2 separate regions of the Arachis hypogaea genome follow, and region 2 is linked to region 1. Evidence: chromatin contacts called from public Hi-C data. All regions are on one chromosome and are shown on one strand. The core of a region is the stretch at or near the end of the contact, and the rest is flanking DNA. Distances in the headings are between cores, read along the strand shown. Region 1 has its middle 14 kb from the start of LOC112746136. Region 2 overlaps LOC112743789 (TOM1-like protein 6).

Region 1 (7,734 bases), core at 2,563-5,062:
TTTTTATTTTTTAAAGGCAAATTTGTCTGATGTAAAATTTTTAAATGACTAATTATTAAATTGCCACTTTACTATAAATACCCACAAAAATAAACTATAAACGAAATTACTAAATTGAACATTAGATTTATTAACTGGCACATTATTGTTTGATAATATGGATTTTGTTTATTAAAAATTATAAAAAAAATGGTTGTTAAAAAATTTCCATTGTATTTTAATTTTTATATATATTTAACGAGTGCCAAGAGCCCAAGACAAAGTATCTTGGCTAAATATGGTTGTGAGTTGTGACCATGGTCGGAGGAAGACATAAATGCGATGATGGATCAGAGAATGTCGAGCACATGCATAGGGTAAGCACTTTTAGTAGCTAGAAGGACAATAGTGTTCAGTGTTGACATTTCTCTATTTATGAGTAACCAACAATGGCTTGCTAGAAGTCAAAAATAATCATTGTCAGAAGTCAGAATCATTATTATCACTTCATTCTAAGGATTTTACTTTAATCTCAACTGTTCTATTTAATCAAATAGTTAAAACTTTTATTTTCTCTAATCATAGTATCATACTTACACACACATATATCTCTTAAATTTGATATTTATAAATAAATTCTTTAATATTATGAATTTTTTTTATTCTTTAAAATTTTTAATTAACTCGATCAAATTAGTTGAATTATTATTATTTTTTTTGTCAGATGGATTGGACAATCTTTAATCTTAAACTTTACATTACAAACACACTCACATTATACACTCACACGCCCATCATTAAAAAATTTCACTACTTGGTCTATCCCAAGTCATATTAAGAGGCACAAAATTTTGTCACTTGAACTAAGTTTCAACTGCGATTTATTTTCTTAAAATATTATAATACTACAGTTTTGATATGAAATTAAAGGCCCAAAACACTTTTGTTTTTTCCGAAAACACACAGTTTGTAAATAAAGCGATCCAATAAAGAGCCCCAACTACCAAAGATTTAGTCTATACAAACTAAGATAGTCCATGACCAGAAAAAAAATACTAACATAAAAAGGATACAAATACTTTGACAAAAAGAGGGATACAAATAGGTTGAATTTTTTACTTATCAACTATTTTTCTAAAATTATTTACCAAATTGCCACTTTTGCAAATGAAAAAGTATAGGAAACAATATCTTTTTTAACAACATAAATAATAAATTAAAAAAAGTTAATCTTAATTTTAAAATTTAAATTAATTAAATTTATTCATATGTTAATAAACTTAAGATATAATCTATTATTCACATTCTTCATCATTTTTGTTGTTTATCTAGTAAAATTGTTTTCAAATATATTACCTAATTGCCATTCTTTTACTATGGTGGCGATTTTTTTTTACGTGGTTGACTTGAAGGAGCCGAATTGACTCGTAAACTCAACCAAAAAACGCTGAAACCAAAGGGCTAGCAAAGTGGAAAACACTGACCTGGATGGTGCCTCCCAGAAAGAAGATGCTGACGTGGAAGGAAGCGTGGATAGGTTTATTTGACACCACATGTGAAGGAGGCATCGGCTGGAAGTGAGCAGAGTTGAGCCGAGCTAGACCAAGCTCAAACTCGGCTCATAAAAATTGAGCTTGTCTCACGGCTCGACTCATTAACAATCGAGCTTATTTCTTAAGCTCAAGCTCGACTTAACAAAAACTCACGAGCTGGCTCGAACTCACGAATTGGCTCAAATAAGAGAAACATAAATACATAATCTATAATTCTATATCAATAAATTATAACTTATATATTTTAAAAAATATTTGAAAAGATCAATTTTATATATTGTTTATCTATCAATAAATTATAAATTTTTTATTTATGTTCTATATTAAAATTAGATGTAAAAAATAAATATAAATATTAAATAATTAAGATTGTTATATATATATATATATACCGATAGCCAGCTTTTCTCTTTTTGTTGTTGTTTTATTTTAAAAAAATGGATAATCGAAATGCGGCAAAAGGAAAGAAAATCCATGGACCGACCCCATCGTCTCCACCCCGTAGGAACTACGAGATCACCCCAAGGATATATATATATATATATATATATATATATATATATATATATATATATATATATATAATCGAGCCAGCTCACGAGCTAATGAGCTGAACTTATCCAAACTTAAGCTTGGCTCATTTAATTTATGAGCTCAACTCCAGGCTCAAGTTTGGCTCACCAGCTCACGAGCTTAGCTTATCAAGCTGTTAACGAGTCGAGCTCGAGCGGGCTCATGAGCTGACTTGATTCACTTCCACCCCTAGAGGCATGGACCAATTTGGCACCTCCATGTTAGAAGCGTTGGGCGCTTTAGCAACCCCATCCCCGCGCTATCATTTTTTTCTCTCTCCATCATTTTACTTCAAATTTATATTCTCTCTCTAGATTTTTTCTCTCAACTATCTCTTTAATCACATTCTGGTTAGTTATTCTATTTTGTATGCACTATTTTATTTTCAGTTATAATTGTTTGCAGTAGTATAAGACCTATTTATTAGGGTGAGTATGTGTATGTTAGGAGAAATTTATTTGACATATGGTCATATTATTTTGTCTTATTTGTCCTCATAATACCTATTTTGTGGTTGATATTATTTAGGACATTATTGATAGGTCCACTTATTATGTTAGTTCATTATAATGGTCAGCTAATAGATGATGAGAGCATAGAGAACAATGATCTATACGACGGTTCAAAGTTAAAGGCCATTAAGAGTTCATTTACCTTAGATATTCTTAAGAATTGGGGAGAATGTTACGGAGGCTCCCAACACTGTAAACACTCATTCATCTCAAATTTTAGCTGAGAGAATTTCTGAATGCAGAAATGGGGAGGAAGACATGGAGGTTGCACCCCAGGAAGTCCAAGTTGTGACAATTGCTCCACAACATTTCTTTGTGCCATCCAACTCTTAATTTTTTTTATATTAATTGGGATGTCATGAGTCATGACTTTTCAGAAATGAGAAGAGAAGTACAATAAACTCCAAAGACAGAGTTAAAAGTGGAGTTAAAGTGACAAAAAAAGAAGCAGGTAAAACAGGCTTTTCGAGACTATTCAATTAAGAGACATCAACCTTTTAGGATGGAGGATACTTACTCAAAGAGACTGATTGTAAAGTGTCCAAAGTTTTGTAATAGTTGCAATTGGAGGGTACGAGATATATGTAGTAAGGGGTCAGGATCTTGGGAGATTAAGTTGTACAACAGACCTCACACATATGTTAATGCTACAATTTCATAGTATCATGATAAATTAAGCTCTACATTGATTTGTTGTACTGTTTTAGAAATGGTTAGAGTTAAACCTGAGGTTCCTATGAAGTTGATTATTGAGAGAATTCAGGATGAGTAAGGATATAATGTTTCTAAAGCTTACAAGGTAAAATGAAATGGCGATTGTGAAGGTTAGTTTTTGGTGATTGGGACCAGTCATACAACTTGCTTTCTACCTAGATAGATAGAGGCGATGAAAATATGCATGCCAGGCACAATTGTGTTACTTTTTTTTTATTTGTCAAGTGGATTGGACAGCCCCAATCTTAGGCATTACACTCATACATTACACACTCACACAATCCACTCACACACACTACATGGGGGTACACACAAATGGTTCAATATTCCTCCAAGAGGATTTGAACCCGGTGCAGCTCTATGGGAGGCAAACAAGATTGCCATCTGACCCAGGTATTGATGATTTTGATCCTTTAAGGCAGGTGTTAAAAGAATGTTTTGGGCTTTCAAGCCATGTATTGATGGGTTTAGGTTTTGTAAGCCCATTATACAAATGGATGACACTCATTTATATAGTAAGTATGACCATATGATATTAATTGCAACTACTCAATATGGGATATGAATCTTTTGCTACTAGCATTTTTGTCCTTGTGGATGGTGAGACTAAAGTTTCATGGTCATTGTTCTCTTAGCTTTTTTCTGATATCTAATCGACGTAAGACTGTAAGAGCATCAAAATAGGATGTCTAATATGGGCTCAAAGAAGATTATCCTTGAGGTGGATTCAAAATTTGTGGTGGACATGCTTAAAAGGACAACAAACTTGAAGGAGCAACCTGAAGCTATTGTGAGGAAAATAGCAGAATTGCTCAACAGGAGATAGCAAGCTAGGATGACTCATACATTCAAGGAAAGTAATAAAGAGGTTGACTGCATATCAAATGAAAATTTAAAAGCTAAACCATATTATCATTTTATTGATTAATTATTTAGTCCTAAATTTATAATTATATTTGCTTATGACTATAAAAGGAATGTCTTATTCTGATTAATTTTTGTTCTGTAATTTTATTCATTGAATCTTTAGTCTTGTTTAAATATAAAAAAATGTTGAATAAGTTAACATTAATTAATGAGAAAGTCTAGGCCAGGACTTTCATTAAAATTTTGTTATTATTTAACCAGCAAAAAGAAAAAAATAATTTCACACTATTAAATGTAATCTCACACCATTAAAATTACTAATAATAATTAATTAATTATTATAAATTACAAAAGCTGATGAGTTCCTAAGAGGATCTCCAATGAAAAAGTCCAATTACTATTTAGTCAGAAAAAAAAGGAATTGGACCATTGGAGAGAATTAACGTGAGTTCCTTCACGTTTTTCAAGAAGAGAGAGAGAAGAGGGAGTCCCTTTGAATGAGAACTTCCATTAACCAATATATGTTTGTCAAGTGGCAAGTATAATAAAAAATAAATAATTATATAAAATATTAATTAATTAAATAATTATATTATATAATTAAATAATAATTAATTTAATAATAATTATAATACTAATTAAATTAAATATTAATATTTTTATTTAATTAATAATTTATATTAATTAATTAACTAATAATTAATTAAGTAATTAAGTTATAATTAATTTATTAATAATTATAATAATTAAATAAATTAAATAATTAAAATTTTTATTTAATTAATAATTTATATTAATCATTTATATCATAATTAATATTAAATATTATTTATATTTATATTTATATTATTATAGTGAATTATTATAATTAATATTTTTTAATAGTAAATTATTTTTAAATTTAAATATTTAAATTACATTATTAAAAAAATTAATTATATTAATTATAAGTATTTTAATTAATTAATTAAGTGGGACCACAATAGGGACTAAAGTTAGTTCCTCCTAATGGAGAAGAGAGAGATGCTTTGAGTTTCTATTTACTGTTTATGACGCAAAAGTTGATGTAGAGTTACTTTTTATGATAGGTGGGCTATAAACAGAAACTGGGATGAGTTTCCCACTGGAGATGGTCTAATACTTCTCTTAACTAATCTTATATGACATCAAGAGCACGTCTAAAACCTAGTCCTAGGCCATAAGCAAGAGTTAATTTGGCTTAGACAGTTTGACTAGTAATACCGATTAAATCAATAATATAATAATCCAATGCGGTAATGAAATCGAGTGTTGATTTAATTTGTTGAGTTGATTTTGATTAGAAAATATATTTTATTCCATTCGTATTTATATAATAAAGAAGAAGAGATGAGTATTGCAAAATGAATATTCAAAACATAACATGTTTTCACATTTTTTTTTTCATTCGTCCACATTGTGGAAAGAGTTTGAATGCCCTACCTAGGTTTTAAGTTTCTGTCAACTCTTGACTACTTCAACTTATGAAAAATCTATTGCAGTAACCTCGTCTACATACTCCCTTTCTTTCGGAGCATAACACGAATGACCTGTTTATTAGCATAGGTTGCAACTATCATTTTAATCGTTATTTTAGCATGACATTGTAGTGTATTTTTTATTTTAGCTGAAATTTGTTTCAGTTATTTCATTAAAATGTTTGCAAACTTTTTAATAATCAAATAAGAATTAAGGAGAAACGAAACACGATATCACATATAAACGATATAAACAAGATGATTTTTCCTAATAGGCGCTTTTTAAAAATTGATATGCGTTATAGAAATAAATAAATATTTATTTATATGCTTCTTTTATGATGTAGTATCAAAATTTTTATAATTAAAAGATCTAATAGAATTCGATTTTTATTAGACCAAAAAATAGCATAAAATAAATTAAAAAATAAAAAATAAAAAAACTCAATCAAATTTAAAAAAAAATTTCTTAGTTAAAAAACATGTTAAAAGTATAATTATTCATATATTTTTTTTTCGAAAAAAATGACATCAAGAAAAAATATCGTATCGTTTAAAATGGTAAAGCATTTATTTTAGTGAGACATTTTGTGTGTTAGTGAATATTATATATCATTAAAAATAAATTAAAATTCTTTAAAGTGAATAAATACATTGATCGAATATGGTTGGAGCCATAGTTTAGAAATAAAAAGAAGCCATAACTTGAAGCGATAAAATAAGTAGAGAATAATGATTACTAATTAATCAATCATATAAAATCTAAATATATCCAAAATTTCGATATATATATATATATATATATATATATATATATATATATATATATATATATATATATATTTTTTTTTTTTTTTTCGAAAAAAATGACATAAAGAAAAAATATCGTATCGTTTAAAATGGTAAAGCATTTATTTTAGTGAGACATTTTGTGTGTTAGTGAATATTATATATCATTAAAAATAAATTAAAATTCTTTAAAGTGAATAAATACATTGATCGAATATGGTTGGAGCCATAGTTTAGAAATAAAAAGAAGCCATAACTTGAAGCGATAAAATAAGTAGAGAATAATGATTACTAATTAATCAATCATATAAAATCTAAATATATCCAAAATTTCGATATATATATATATATATATATATATGTGTGTGTGTGTGTGTGTGTGTTTGTATTCTTGTGTGGATAACCTGGACGTGACCTCGGTTAAAGGAGTTGATGTCGAGCTTTTACCTTCAATGCTGAGCTATAAGCTGAAATGATCCGAGCTCTTCGTCCAAAGAGATATCACGTCATGGAGAGTATAAACAAAGGGGGAGTGTACCTGCAAAAGGCACTCCGATACTTAAGTTAGTACTGAGGATTCAGTGTGTCTGTTGAGGATAAAACATCATACCTTTATAGATGAAGTAAGATAAGTCAGTTACGTTCTTGTTGATTATCTGAATTAATGAGCAGTTATTAGGTTTAATAAGTAATAAATACCTGGTCAGACAGTTTTATTCCAGGATGTAGTTCATTGAGTCTGATTGTAACGTATAACGCCGAGTTATAACGTAACTGTCGAGTTATGGTGTAAAACCTAGTTAATTAATGACTAATTAATCCATAAATAAGAATTTATTCTAGAAAGCAAAAAAAGTGATTTTTATGGCTTAATATGATAGAGGAGATTGAAACGAGAATTTCGATACCAATTTTATAGAAATTGGCCCAAGATTGGACCGAACGGGCTAAACCGGGCCAACCGGACTCATATTGGGCCCTTGGCCCAACATAAAAAATCTAAAACCCTAATTTTCAGCGCTCTCTCTCCTCTCTAACACTCATACACGCTGAAAAGGAAAGAAAAAGGGGGAAGAACACTCTTCCAAAGTTCTACCCTTGTTTGATCTTCAAATCACCATAACTTTTGATCCGGAGCTCCGATATTGCGGCCACGCGTTCACCGCGAAGAGCTTTACAAAACCCACTAATTTGTTCTTGATGTAAGTCACGTTTTTTCCTCTGAAATCCCAGCATTGATTTCAAATATTT
Region 2 (7,734 bases), core at 3,506-6,005, 69 kb before region 1:
AGTCCATTGGTGAGGGCAGAGGTAGCTGCGGGTAGGTGAATAAACATCTGAATTCACGTTGATATTTCAAACAAAATCCTGGAATTTCATCTCCCCCCACCCCAAACACACACACAAAAAGGGGAAAAAAAAAAAGAAATCAATATATATAGTTGGGTCAGTCAAGATATCTAACTTTTTTTTTCTCTCTCAACTGTCAGCATTAGCTCGCTTCGCATTTGGCCATAACAAGCACCTGAAATCTATTGCTGCTGCATACTGGAAACCACAGACTAATTCTTTCCTGAATTCGATACCTTCATTGGCCAACATAAAAGATTCAATTGGTGGATATCCTACCCAGAACCAACATATGCCTCGTGGAAGTATTGTTTCATCTCAAATTGGTCCTTTGAGGGTTGGAAATGATAATTCTTCAGTGGTTCGAGATCGGTGTGGCTCTTCTAGCCGTCCTCTCGCTGGTTCTGGAATAATGCATGGGTCCCCATTGTCTGATGATTCATCTCATCATTCCGATTCAGGAATACTGAATGATGGTTTTAGCAATGGAGTTGTTAACCATGGTGGCCAAAAACCCTTGGACAATGCATTGTATTCACAATGTGTTCATGCTATGTGTACCTTAGCAAAAGATCCATCTCCGCGGATTGCAAACCTTGGTCGACGGGTACTTTCCATAATAGGTATTGAACAAGTGGTAGCAAAGCCATTTAAGTCTACTGGTGAAGCTACAGGATTGGCTCGTTCCTCTTCTTGGTTTGATATGAATGGAGGTAATCTTCCTTTCTGTTTAATTTGATTATTAATGTTAATCATGTAGGTTAATTGTAAAAGCATTTCAGTAATGTTCACCAATTTGAATTTTGTGATAATTCCCACTAAAGTATGTTTCGACTTGTTTGTTTATTATTGAATGCATCTTTGGCAGGTCGCTCACCTCTAACCTCCAGAACTCCTCCAGTTAGCCCACCTCGTCTAAATTACTTATCAGGAATCCGTAGAGTATTTTCATTGGAATTTAGGCCCCATCTGATGAATTCTCCAGACTCAGGTTTAGCTGATCCTCTTTTAGGTTCTGGTGGGGCTACTGGTACATCGGATCACAGCCTTCTGCCACAGTCAATTATATATAATTGGAGTTGTGGGCACTTCTCCAAACCGCTGTTAATGGCTGGGGATGACAGTGAAGCCATAATAGCTGGGAGAGAAAAGAAAGAAAAATTTGCATTGGTGCACATCACAAAATGCCAGCACTCTGGTTTGTTCTCTTTCTTCCGATTATTTATTTATGTTATTATGATTTTCTTTTGGTACAGGTTCTTCATATATTCTGGTTAAGAACTTTGTGACATTTTATGTTTTCAGCTGTTAGCAGGCTAACAAATCCAATAGCTAAATGGGACACAAGAGGCACACAAATGGTGTTGATGCAACCTTTTTCTCCTGTTGTGATAGCTGCTGATGGGAATGAACGAATTAGGTATGTGGAGTGTATTAGTACCGTTATTAGTTAAGTGGAGAGTAATAAGGGTATTTAGAAGCTGGGGATGACTTTAGATGAGCAAGATGGATGTTTCTGCATAGGAAATGTTGGGAGTTACGTTGATTGATTTACAGGACTAAGGATTGTAGCAGTAGGATGTTGGTAAGAGTAAATATTTCCCGATATCTGTTTAGCTATATGGCGGGTGGACCTCATAAAGACCAACTGACGTTTATAAATAGAGACTTGGGCAACTAAACAACAAAAAGTGTTAACATTATTTTACAGGCATTAAGAGTGTTTTAGTTTGTTTGTCAGCACTCAGGACAGAATATTTATGTGGTTTTCATGATTTTATTGTTAGTCATCATATTATGAAAATTTGAATTTTATTTTTGACTTTCTTTTTTTGTTTTTGGTTTATTTCACAGAATATGGAACCATGAAGAGGCAACACTACTAAACAGTTTTGACAACCATGACTTTCCAGACAAGGGAATCTCTAAGCTCTGCCTAATGAATGAGCTGGATGATAGCTTACTTCTTGCTGCTTCATGTAATTTTCTCTACAGTTTGCCATGATACCTTCTTTCTCAAATTATTGGCAGAATATTAAATTTTAGGTAAATCTCATGACAGCTGATGGAAACATTCGGATCTGGAAGGATTATACTCTGAAAGGCAAACAGAAACTTGTAACTGCATTCTCTTCAATTCATGGTCATAAACCTGGTGTCAGGAGTGTCAATGCAGTTGTTGATTGGCAACAACAGAGTGGTTATCTGGTATATTCTTTGATCATCACTGTCCTGAAATAATACTTCCAAGTTCTTTTATCTTGTGATGTCAGTTCTATCCATTGATGTACATTTTTACCAGTATGCATCGGGTGAGATATCATCAATTATGGCCTGGGATCTTGATAAAGAACAGCTTGTTAATCCTATACCTTCATCATCGGATCGCAGTATCTCAGCATTGGTAAGCCTCATTCAGTGCATAGTTTAGTTTGCCTTGGTAACTATTTAGTTGTCAAGTTAGTTTTGGCATGCCAACTAAGCCCATGGATTGTCCTATTAAAGAATTACCAAGTGTTATTCTGGGGTAAAACTTCCTATTATGTTGGGAATGGTAATCATATGTTTTTAACTCTGCTCATTATTTTTTATTTTTTTCCTGGTAACAACGATCCAATATATGTACCGCTGTTATTCCAAAAAATATTAAGCTTTTTTTTTTTTTTTTTAACTAGGTCTTATTCAAATTACCTTTATGCAGTTGACCTCATCTTTACTGTCTCTATAGTTGAATTCTCCCAATCTCTGATGTCATACTTTTGCTTTTGCATGCATGGCGAACTGGCTATTATGGATGACAGTTACGAACTGATTGTCTCAGGGTGATCATTTTTTCATTAAACATTTCTGACTTTTGGGAGTGGATTTGATGGTATGTTTAATGATGTTGGTCTATGAAAAACTAATAACCTTGGAATTTTTGTTGTATGCTCTCACATAGTTTATTAATTATTATATATTTTTCATTCTCTAGCTGTTTATGGTTTTAGAGGTGGCTTAGAAAGATCCGAGTTGAATGCTTATATATGAATTGCTCAGTTGGCTCTGCGTCTGGTTCTTTGGACTTTTTGATGGGGTTTTCCTTCCCGATTGTGTTTGTTTTATCCAATTCTATTGATAGAGATGATGTAGATATGAGCTCCTTAAAAATGATTTTCTCCCCTGATATATGTATTATTACTTATATTTCAGGCTGCATCTCAAGTTCATGGGGGACAGTTGGCGGCTGGTTTTGTAGATGGTTCTGTTAGACTTTATGACATCAGGACACCTGAAATGTATGCATCTCCGATGAATTTCTTCCAAGTTTTGATCTGCTTAGTTGATGAAATTGAATTGAGCAACATTGTCATTTATCAGCTATATAATCACTGCAATCTTGCATAAATCTGACTATGGTTACTGTTTTTCTAACTATGGCTACTGACAATGTTGCTTCTTAGGCTTATCTGTGGATTACGGCCACATACACAGAGAGTAGAAAAGGTGGTGGGGATTGGCTTTCAACCTGGACTAGACCCAGGAAAGGTAAGATGATCTTTACTAATTTTTGCTTTCTTTTTCATATAATGTCCGTCTTGGTAGGAATTCAATAACAATCTATGGATTTGATATGAAAAGGATGATGAAATTATATTGTATTTGTGTTCCTCTTTAGATTGTTAGTGCTTCTCAGGCAGGAGATATTCAATTCCTTGATATAAGAAATCATAATAGCGCCTATCTTACCATTGAAGCTCACCGGGGGTCACTCACAGCTTTAGCTGTACATAGACATGCTCCAATCATTGCCAGTAGCTCAGCCAAGCAACTTATTAAAGTTTTCAGCCTTGAAGGAGATCAACTAGGCACTATTCGATACTATCCTACCCTTATGGCTCAGAAAATTGGGTCTGTCAGCTGCCTTAATTTTCACCCATACCAAGTCTTGCTTGCTGCTGGTGCTGCAGATGCATGTGTGTGTATCTATGCTGATGAGAACACTCAAGCAAGATGAATCTACAGTTGTCCCCCCGCCCCCCCCCCCCCCCCCTTTCTCTTGATTTCATTGGTTGTCTCCAGCTCAGAAGAATGCATGATACATGTCTAAGGAAAGCCATGCTTATTTCTTGCTGTTGGATGATCATGCAATACGTCGGCCAATGAGACAGTTTGGTGGTTGGGTAATTAAATCCTGTTACTACGCTTCATTGCCGCTGTGAATAAATCTGAAACATACTGGTAAGGTGAATTTCTGCTGAATTGCTGGTAGTGTATGCAACTCATTCATTAGCCTCCATGTTAGAAGGGCTGCACCTGACTGGGAGTAATCATGCGTATTTATTGGAGGCTTTGTCAAATAATATGATCTTCGTAAATGTGTGTAAATAATTTTGTTTATTATTATTTTCCATTCCAATGTTGTGTTATATCCCAATCCGCCTTTAATTTGTAAATTTGTTGGCAGAATATGTAATTTAGTTTGCTGACAGATGTGGGTGGTTTGACTGCTGAGAACTGAGGCATATTCACTCAAATATAATCTTTGAATTGGGGGAAACCTTGCCATGGTATAATTTCATTCAAGTTTGAGCCAGTGTGCTGTTTTAGTACGAGACTAAAATTTCAGAATTTTTAGCTTCCATGTTGGCATCCTCTAGTACCCAAAATCTCACTGTTTACACTGCGTAGAGAATCGACAGTCTAATCTAATTTTCATCTAGTAACATTACGGTATGACTATAAGTAATCTAATAGCGTGTCATTACACAATAGATAATAGATTTTTGTTTATTGTTTTGTAACCAAATCAGCTTACCAACCAACGAGTCAAATGTGTCAAATTTCAATTCAGTTTAAGCTTTTAAAGATCAACTTACTGAGGTGTTAATGATCGAGTTTGAATTGATACAATAGTAGAGTTAGCCTTCGCTTGGTTGCTGTTGTTAATTGGTTCATGGTGACCTACCATTGACCGTTGTGGTGGCTTTAGTTGTGTACATCGGCCAGTTATTGGAGCTACCTGGGTCCGTGTCAGCCGACAGACGATACGTGACATGGAATTGCACAATGGCAAGTCGCAACTTGTCAGGGGAAGCCTCTGCCTCTGCCTCTAAAGAAGTAACCTTAGCTGAAGTGGTGAGCTTCATGCACTCGCGCAGTGTATCAGAACGGCACCGTTGAATGATTTGTTGCTTATTCAAAATGTTGCGTAGCAATTCTAACGGAAGTTAGAAAAATAAACACGTACAACAGTTAGCTGTGTATAGAAAGAATGTTATACGCACGTAATTAGTATCTGTTCAAAACACCCAAAAAGAATTCAACACTCTTGAGATTGAAATTAAGGTGAATACTCTCAATATGCACAAATGTTAAAAATTTCCGTGCCAATTATAGTGGTCAAAGATCAATAAATCTTAAAAATGAAACCACTACCAGAAAGAAATCTTTTATCAAAGAATGCTCCGGAGTCTATCGTCTGAGGGAACACTCAAAACTAATGACTTTATGATCTACTCATAAGTAGGAAACTGCAGCTGAATCGATCTAAATAACTTACATAACCTTAAAATAAATAGAAAAAAAAGGTATAAACCATATCAACATTGCATGCTTTTTACAATAATAGAACTTCACTTGCGCCCTCCAACCATGCCAGGTCCCATTGTACCTGACATGCCGGATGACGTTCCACTACCAGTCATCTTCACCCTTCCATCTGTGTTTCCAAAAACATTCAAATCTTCAAATAATCTGTAAGATGGAATAAAGGGCCGTTGTCCGCTGCCTGTACTGCCTGGGCTCCTTTGGCCAAAATTTGCCCCCACAGCAGATCCAGCACCATTGGAAGGAAATGTAAAAGGCCCTGTTGTGTTGGCTTGAGGATTGGAGAACGAATTGGTAGGAGATAAATGGTTTTGATAGTTGGGATAACCCGGTGTTGAGGCCCATGGTGGTGGAGGGTAACTTCCCGGGTACTGAATGTGCTGATTTTGAAATCGTTGCTGCTGTGGTGTAGCTTGAAAGTGCTGTGGTGGAGATTGTAACTGTGGTTGGGGTGGGGATCGGAGCTGACCCTGGAAATGTTGGGGTTGGGGTTGGGCCTGGAAATGTTGGGGTTGGGGTTGCAAATGTGCGTGTGAGGGTTGATACTGTGGTGAAGCGCTATATTGAGGATGCTGGGACTGCAACGGTGGCTGAGTTTGTTGTTGGAATGGTTGTGATTGCTGGAACTCAGTTTGTCGATTATTAAGTGATTGTTCGGATTCATACGAGGGTGGTGTCTGCAAAGGTGGCTGATTTTGTTGTTGGAATGGTTGTGATTGCTGAAACTGAGGTGGTTGATTATGCAGTGATTGTTCGGATTCATACGAGGGTGGGGTGGCAGGCTGGGAGCGGGACTGAGACTGGGGTTGATACATCTGTTGCTGTGACTGGACTTGAGGTTCCGACGGCGATTGAGGCCTAGCCCATGGAGCGACATAACTGTTGTATTGCTTATTCCCAGGATATGTTTGGGGAGCATTAGAATACCCCTCTGTTGTGGATGGATTAGCTGCTTGATGCATTCCTTCGACAGAGGTCGCTGATGACGTATAATTTTCCTGTGGAGTTGATGGTGTGAGGGACAAAGTGAGGCTCAGCAAGTCAATAATGTCCTGATCCTTTCCAGTACTAACTGGTGCAGGTGGATCGGGAAGAGCTAATGCATTGGATGGGACAGTAGTTGAGGAATCTGCCACATGTGACGTCACGCTCATTGACGCCGCCGACTGTGTCTTAGAATGTCTGCATAAGTGGTAAAAATTTCATGCTGAATCAATAATTGGTTTAAAAAATGGAACCAATTCATTGATCCTGAATTGTTCCAGGGCACCACAGACCAAAATGCATGTCCAAGATTATATAACACTCATGCTTCCTATTTTCACATCACAATCGCAACAGGGAAGAAAATTGACTTTCCAAAACCCATGCCAATTAAAATATAAATCCAAATTATTAGTCCTAGCTGACCTTCGAGCTAGCTGTGCAAATTCGTCTTCTTCCTCTTCATCACTCAATCCCGAAGTTTGAGAATAGAGAGGGGCTGGTGGGCTAGCTTTAGGCGTTGAAATAGACTCTACGGGGCTGCGGCTGGGGCTCTTCATGTCAGTCTCATGGCTGGGGCTCCGCACATCAGTTTGATTGAAATTTGAGTTAGCTTCATCTGGCAGAACTTCACCTGGTGGAGTGCTGGAACCTGCACGTTGAATTGGAAGGGGATTCCCTGTAGCAATTGCATCATGTTTTGCAAGCAAACTCTGAATACTATCATTTAGTTCAAGGCCTCGTCCAAGAAGCTCCTCATCCCTGAAAGAAAACTAGGATTATTCCACGCATCTTGTGGACACGCAGAGTTCATAAAGCAGTCCACAGGTGTTGGGGTCTGTGTGACATGTTATAACCAGTCTATAGGAACTAACCCCGTTGTTGTTAGCATCTGCATCAATTTTTTCTGGTTGGTGCGACAGCGATCAACAAGATCAACAATTACTTCGTCTTTTACAGCCTGCTAAGCATAAAACAAAATAAATTTAGCTTACTGTGGCCTGAGATAATTCAGCAAGACCAAGATATCATCTAACGTACCGTACGGTCACTAGGATTCACAGCTTGAAGCATGTCACTCAACAGGTCCATAACATGGCG

The links. Hi-C and Micro-C count contacts between places; a contact is called where the count stands out from the background.
Region 2: a contact with region 1 is called in a Hi-C map of leaf, with 3 times the contacts expected there. The contact joins two enhancer-like sites. A contact is called at or near these places in 4 of 8 Hi-C or Micro-C datasets (leaf and an unstated tissue).

Annotation. Positions count from the first base shown.
Region 1 is chr14:116,651,584-116,659,317 of arahy.Tifrunner.gnm2.J5K5, reverse strand. No RefSeq gene overlaps it. Among protein-coding and RNA genes, the nearest start is that of LOC112746136, 14 kb to the right of the region's middle. Within about 2 kb of position 3,812, at least 2 of the 3 cell types and tissues checked have open chromatin away from gene starts, as enhancers often do.
Region 2 is chr14:116,721,837-116,729,570 of arahy.Tifrunner.gnm2.J5K5, reverse strand. LOC112743789 (TOM1-like protein 6) reads right to left here. Exons shown (of 10, transcript XM_072214672.1): 7 at 7,675-7,734; 8 at 7,509-7,594; 9 at 7,060-7,395; 10 at 5,359-6,831. The coding sequence ends at 5,676. LOC112743788 (regulatory-associated protein of TOR 1) reads left to right here. Exons shown (of 24, transcript XR_011871167.1): 14 at 1-31; 15 at 201-773; 16 at 929-1,258; 17 at 1,366-1,480; 18 at 1,915-2,039; 19 at 2,123-2,268; 20 at 2,363-2,464; 21 at 2,862-2,932; 22 at 3,253-3,338; 23 at 3,504-3,588; 24 at 3,719-4,636. Among protein-coding and RNA genes, the nearest start is that of LOC112743789, 6.8 kb to the right of the region's middle. Within about 2 kb of position 4,755, at least 3 of the 3 cell types and tissues checked have open chromatin away from gene starts, as enhancers often do.